2 separate regions of the Zea mays genome follow, and region 1 is linked to region 2. A link is a contact called in public Hi-C data. All regions are on one chromosome and are shown on one strand. Each heading gives the region's core, a stretch centred on a gene start, on an enhancer-like site or on the middle of the called end of the contact. The rest is flanking DNA. Distances are from core to core; before and after follow the strand shown. Region 1 holds the start of LOC100279002 (Phosphoglycerate mutase family protein). Region 2 holds the start of LOC100272972.

Region 1 (3,300 bases), core at 376-2,875, 210 kb after region 2:
GCATCCAACAACAGTAGCAACAATAAAGCCTTTTAGTTCCAAGCAAGCTGGGTAGGCTAGAAGTCAAAGCATCCATTGAAAACAAATGGTAATCAACAAAAGTTTGTGGAAGACTCACATCACAGTTAAGATCTCATCACTCGAATATTCACAAATCGCCTTTTGCAAATGCTCTGCAGTTTGGCCATCCATTGCCGCAATTGAGTAGAAACTTGGGATAAAGTGCACTACTGCTTCAGACAATCCATGGACATGCTCTTGCAGAATCTTAAGAGTCTCCTTTGTGCGCATTGCATCACTGTGTTGAAGGAGAGTTATTATCAACAATAACATGAATGGCACATTCTATTGCTATGCATATTAATTGACCAAACCAAACGATTATTTAATCATCTTCATTCTCCAGATAAACAAATTTTAAATAAATAGGTCAGAATCTGCAAACAAAGTTTGGCTCGAGAAAGAAATAACATGACCAGAATAAAAAGATGGTATTGTAATAGAGGTATTGAATTCTATACGTGTCCATTCTCTTAAAAGCACCAGTTGCAATTGTGGCCAGAAAGGCAAGATGATGAGTAATAGAATAGATAGCCTTTGCAAGGTCATTCCCCTTAAACAAGGCCCACAAAAGGAATCGAAGCAATATATATTTGACGAAACATAAACATAGGAACACCAACCTATACGTATTCAAATGCAGGATCTACATCAAACCGTTCCCAGGAAAATAAAGAGAGAAAGAACAACAAAACAAATGAAGCAGAAGGTGGTAATAATACGACATAAAAACTGAATCAATAAAGACACACTATAATTTTCAGCAAAGAAACATTAGAAAACTGAACAGATACAACAGAATTTGCACAAACTTAATGAAACAAAAAAAATACAAACCGATTCAATTAGGTAACAGAGACTAATTGCGCCATGAAGCTTTCATAATTTATATTGGTATATGGTATAACCCACGATAATTGATTCACTGTCTTCCATAAATTGGAACTTGAAACACACCTGCAGAGAATAAGCTCGGGTACCCATCCCATCTGTTGGAGTTTATTAGAGACGCTGATTGCGTCAGCTCTCCCAGCCTTGCTTAGAGGTCTGTCATGATCTGACATCAGGACACATATTAAACGCTGCTTTTCAAAAAAGAAATGCAGAGGGCCAACCAAAAAGGATAACGCATTTGGGTCAGACTACAACAGCACTATACCACTACATTCAATTAGTCTAAAACCCACTGCTAGAGGCAACAGGTACAACATGATAGCGGAAGCTAGCTAGCGTGTAGAAACGGCATACAAGACGCCGCCGTTTAAACATACCTCTGGTGAAGCGGCCCCCGGTGGCGCTGTCCCCGTGACGGAGGAGGATGAGGCGACGGCACGGCGTTGCGGAGGGGGCGCCTGCGACAGCCGGCTCCCCGGCGACCGCCAGCAAATCGACGGAGACAGAGCGGACGACTGCCGGAGGCGGGCAGCAGGCGGCTGGCGTGCGGGAGGAGGAGAGGAGGCGGCGCGGGGCCGAGGAGGGAGGCGAGGAGCAGCGGGAGAGCAGCGCGGGAATAGGAGCAGCTGGAGCTGGAGCTCTCATCTTCCGGTGGATGTGGGTTGGGTTGCTGACATGGGAAAGTGAGGGAGGCAGAAAGGATAGGTGACGTTGCTCGCCCTAGATTATGCTAATTTTCTCTTTTATTTTGAACTGAATTGGCTCGTGCACTCTACATATCACAATTCAGTATGGTATGTTGCTAAATGAGAAAAAAAAATAATAGGAGCTCCGCTACTTCGTACAGAAATTATAGAGAAACCATACGGTTTAGATTGAGGAATATCTATGCGTTGGCGTTTAACCAAACACTAAGGGCCCATTTGGCACAGCTCCAGCTCCTGATTCTAAGCGAGGATCTGGAGGAGCCGTGCCAAACGGGTATTTTTTTAAACTGATTCTCGTGTGGAGCTGAAAGATTAGGAGTCGTTTTTGTGAAGAAAGGTGGGATCTAAAAAAACCCGCTCCACCCTCCCTTAAAACAGCTCCTCAACCAACCAAATATGGACCTCCCCTTAAAGTTTGATCGAAATTACCCGCAATTGCCATTGGACAAAAATATAACGAGCCAATTTATGGATTAAACATTTAAGACCATTTTATGCACTACTATGATGGGAATATTTTATATGTTATTGTTTCATAATTTTTTTCCGTATATGCATCATACTTATTGATTTGTAACAAAGTTGAACTGCAAAGGGTAAAACAGACAATCGCCACAGACCACCAACTCTCAGCGGACAAGAATCAGTTTACTTGCCAAACGGTTTTAAAAATGATTCTGATTCTCTAGGAGAATCAGGAGGATCAGCTCCTCACGAGGATCAAGATCTGGAGCTAAAGAAGCAGGAGCTGGAGCTTTGCCAAACGGGCCCTAATATTCCTAGATCCCACTCAGGCCTTGTTCGGTTACGTCTGAATTGGAGAAGATTAAGGCCTAGTTTTAGTACTCTATTATTGACCTCAATCTATGTATTGAGGTGGATTGTGGTGTAACTTAAACTAATTTACACCACAATTCACCACAACACATGTGGATTGGGGCCAATACTAAAGTACTCAAACAAAGCATGGGCCCGTTCGTTTGTTACGGTTTGAAAACAGACGTGTTTTTATTCCTGACCAAAATAGAGTGGATCCACATGGTTCACTCAAACCTGGTGAAATTGTGCTATAGTGACCAGGATTCTATCATGAGGAGAAAAGGTTTTGTTCCGAGCCATGGAGGGAGGGGAAAGTTCAAACCGGGCCTGTTTTGCTTCCAATTCAGGCCTAAATGAACGGTTGAAATGGCCCAACCGAATTCCAAACCGGACCAATTTATTTCACCTAGAAGGAGCCTGGAAACAGGCCAATCCGGTCGATACGAATGGGCCCTAAGGAGGGTTAAATCTCCTTCTATTCAATTTTGATTATGGAGAGATTTAATCCCCTCCAATCCCCTTCGATCCAGACGCAAACGAACAAACCCATGGGGAATGAGACCTAGGGGGATCTCTTTACAACGGAACTCCTTTTGCAATGGAACTCCACCTCTATGTTATCATTATTCAAAAGCCAAATAACAATGAACCCTAGGTCCTTCATGTGAGGTGCAAGACCTTGGGTTCGGCTCTTCGAGGTGCCAGAAGGTTTGTGATAGGTCACCGCATCGTTCGCGGTAGGGCAACAGACGGTTCGCGTGGCACAAAGAGCTTTCAGGTGAATTTGAATTTCGCTCCTCGGGAGGGACCTTGGTTTGTC
Region 2 (3,221 bases), core at 444-2,943:
CAATTCAAACGAGGCAAAGTTAGAAATAAGTATTGCCAAAAGAGGTCATTTCAAGTTGAAATTCAGTGGTTATTATTTTTTCAGGGCGCAGTAAGATTTGAACCATGTGAGAGGATTTGGAAAACTTGGGCGCCAGGCGAATACCTCTTCTTTATGTGGTTGGTCACACATAATAGGTGCTGGATAGCCAATAGGCTAGCACGGCATGGTCTTGATCATCCAACTCAGTGTCCTTATTGTTATTAGGACTCGGTAACTATCAACCGTCTTCTGGTGTTGCATGAGATTTTTTGTACAGATTGCTGCAAAGGATTGGTAGGCAAAGTATTGCAAGTGCTGCTGGGCCAGAACAAACGAGGTCTGTGGATGGTTTGGCAATAAAAAGCTTGAACTCTATCATCATCTTGGGAGCTTGGACACTTTGGAACCATAACTCCATAAGAATCATTGTGTGTTTGATGGAGCTTTGCCTAATCTAGCCCAGGGCCCTGGGCTTCAACTCTTTCCTTAGAGGACATGAGCTTGTGGTATATTGCAGGCGCCAGGAATATTTCTTACTTAGCTGGCCTGCTGCCTATGTGAGACTAAGCCAAGGTCGCCTTTTATTATAGCAAGGGCGAGCATCTAGGTTAGCTTCTTTGGTGTGAGTTTGGGGTGTTTGTAAGGGGTCTTTCCCTTTTTTCTTATTATAAATGATAAGCAGCTCTCCTACATGTTGGAGAAAAAAGTATTGACCAAAAGAGGCCAATTCGAGTTCAAACCAGCAGCAGAGTGTCAAGGAAACTAGAGGTGCTTGCTTGAAAAAAAAAGGTTGAGACTAGAGATGTCAAGGAGGCTAGGGCCTACCTATGGGTGATTGCTTGAAAAAAAAAGTGGATACTAGAGATGTGAAACTGAATGTAGGCATTGCATCCTGAGGGATACAGGACACTGACTTAAAAGCTCTTCCGACAGGCGCTGATGAATTAGTCAAGGTGACAAGGAACAAAAGTACCGATGAAGTAACCATTATGTTTTTTGATAGGTTTTACGTCGTGAATACGCTCCAATTCTGTAAGAAACTCGATGAAAGCATATTTATGAACTTGAGAACTAAGATTTATTTGTAGCATCTAAAACCATCGTCCTAAATGAATCGTCTATAGTGTACCAGAGTGAGTAGCCACTATGCCTAACATTTCAGTCTCGGGGAGGTAAGGCATGGTGCGCAGGGCAGGCGCATACGTACCAATTAGAAGCGAGGCGCTGGCCTCGGGGAGGTAGTAGAAGCGGTGGCGGCGCAGGACGTGGCCGAGGACGAACGAGAGCACGAGCATGGAGATCTGCAGTAGAATCCCCACGCCGGCCACTTGCTGCTCCTTCCCGGGTGGGGCGAGGGGCGGCGGCTGCGCCAAGCCGCCGCCCGCCGGCGGCGAAGCCGAGGCCAGGCTCAGCTCCAGCGCCATCTCCCCCACCGGCGGCGCTGGAACCTCCCTAGTCTCGTTCGGGATTAGGCGGAGCGGAGGTTCTAGAAAGAACGACGAGGCGAAGAATCGGAGGTAGCACGGGTTGGTTCGCGGACGGCTCGGGAGAGAACAAGGGAGCGACGCCGCGGCGGGACGGAATGCGGGGGGCCTTGGTGCCGCGGTGGGCCCGCGATTCCTCGATGCGAAGGGAGGATGCGTACAAGGCCGGTGCTTCGTGCTAGATGTTGCTGTCTGCTCGACTTGCCTTCGTGCCTGTCATGTTGGAACTTGGAACCAACCAGAAAAAGTCATCGGTCCAGAAGAACGGGCTGGAAATTTGATGTCGTTTTGTTCCTTGCGCCTTTGTACAGGAAGAAGAACAAAAAGGTCAACTAAGACATTGCTTAGACCATGTTCGACCGTTTATCCATATAATCAACTAAAATATTATTCTGTATTGAACATTATACTATTTGAATAGTGAATTTTGAATATTGATATAGCGATTGATAAGTTGTCGTAGATAGATTTAGAGCAAGTATAATAAGTTAATGTAAATGGACGATAAAAGATGTCACATCATTTATATTCTGGCTCTTTGTGTGTTGGCTGCCAGGTGACCCAAGCAGGTTCCCACATCGACATCCTCCTATGCTATTTGTCTTCATAATGCATTCAACACAATGATTACGTGAGTGCAGTGTCTAAGAATCTTGCTTCTGCTGTGTTGTCCATGCTATTTTACACATAATGTTAATTTTGTTCATTTCGAAACATGTGTGTCTAATGTGTTGTATTAAGTATGTTTGTTGCGTCAATGCTCCTTCGTGTAATATGTGAAACTTTCTTATTAAATCATTTGCATTCCATTTTTAGGAGGTCCGGCAATTTAGACACAAGGCTTGTCCAATCTAAGAGGACCTCCGCATTCTGAAGGTGATGTGAAAATTTGTCATGACTTTGTTTTTTCTTTTTTGTATTTGTGCTTGCAGAATGCTTATCGTGCCCTTTGTTGTGTTTGTTGTACCTGCATATGCATTTCCTTGCAAGCCTCTTTTTTCCTTCACCTTGATACAATTTGTTCTGCCTTTTAATTTATGTTGGGCTTATCTTTATTTTTCCAAATACATCTTTTTCAGTTTCTTATGAATATTTTAATTGTGTGTGAACTATAGACTTTCGTTGGGCAGTTCAGATTTCATTAACTTCTATATATCTGCTTAGAAATTTGTTGCTTGATTAAGGTACCTTTAGTTATGCCTTCCTTTATGTCTTCCTAACACCTGCTATTATTCTTTTATGTTGGTGGTGGTATTATAAGTTTCTTCTTTTAAGTGTTGCATGATTTACTTTTTCGCATTGTTCATTGTTGTTGATGCATTTTTTCAATGTTGTACCTTATCAACATTATAATAATGCATCCTCTTCTTTCCAATTATTGTGCTCTTCTTTTTACTGAGGTATAAAAAAGTGGGCAGAGGTAGATACAAAAACTAAATAAGGCACCAAAGAAATATACTTCTCTTATATATAAGGTTTCCAACGAATACTTTTTCTGGAGTGCAGACTATGGACAATGAGGATCACACACCCTCTAAGAAAATCTATGATACGATTCAACAATCATCATAGAAACCACTTTGTCGCAGAAGCATATGTACTATTAATGTGCATAAGATTGATGGACTTGCGCGTCAAAATCAAGATTCAAAAATCATCATTAGAAACCACTTTGTCGCAGAAGCATATGTACTATTACTGTGCATACGATTGATG

What was found. A called contact is a pair of places that touch in the nucleus more often than the background predicts.
Region 1: a Hi-C map of ear shows a contact between it and region 2, with 2.0 times the contacts expected there. The contact joins the promoter of LOC100279002 here to the promoter of LOC100272972 in region 2. A contact is called at or near these places in 2 of 25 Hi-C or Micro-C datasets (ear and leaf).

Annotation. Positions count from the first base shown.
Region 1 is chr7:83,172,067-83,175,366 of Zm-B73-REFERENCE-NAM-5.0, forward strand. It overlaps LOC100279002 (Phosphoglycerate mutase family protein), which reads right to left and starts at 1,626. Exons shown (of 5, transcript NM_001152078.2): 1 at 1,332-1,626; 2 at 1,018-1,117; 3 at 119-298. The coding sequence starts at 1,599.
Region 2 is chr7:82,962,594-82,965,814 of Zm-B73-REFERENCE-NAM-5.0, forward strand. LOC100272972 reads right to left here and starts at 1,694. Exons shown (of 22, transcript NM_001147423.1): 1 at 1,229-1,694. The coding sequence starts at 1,445.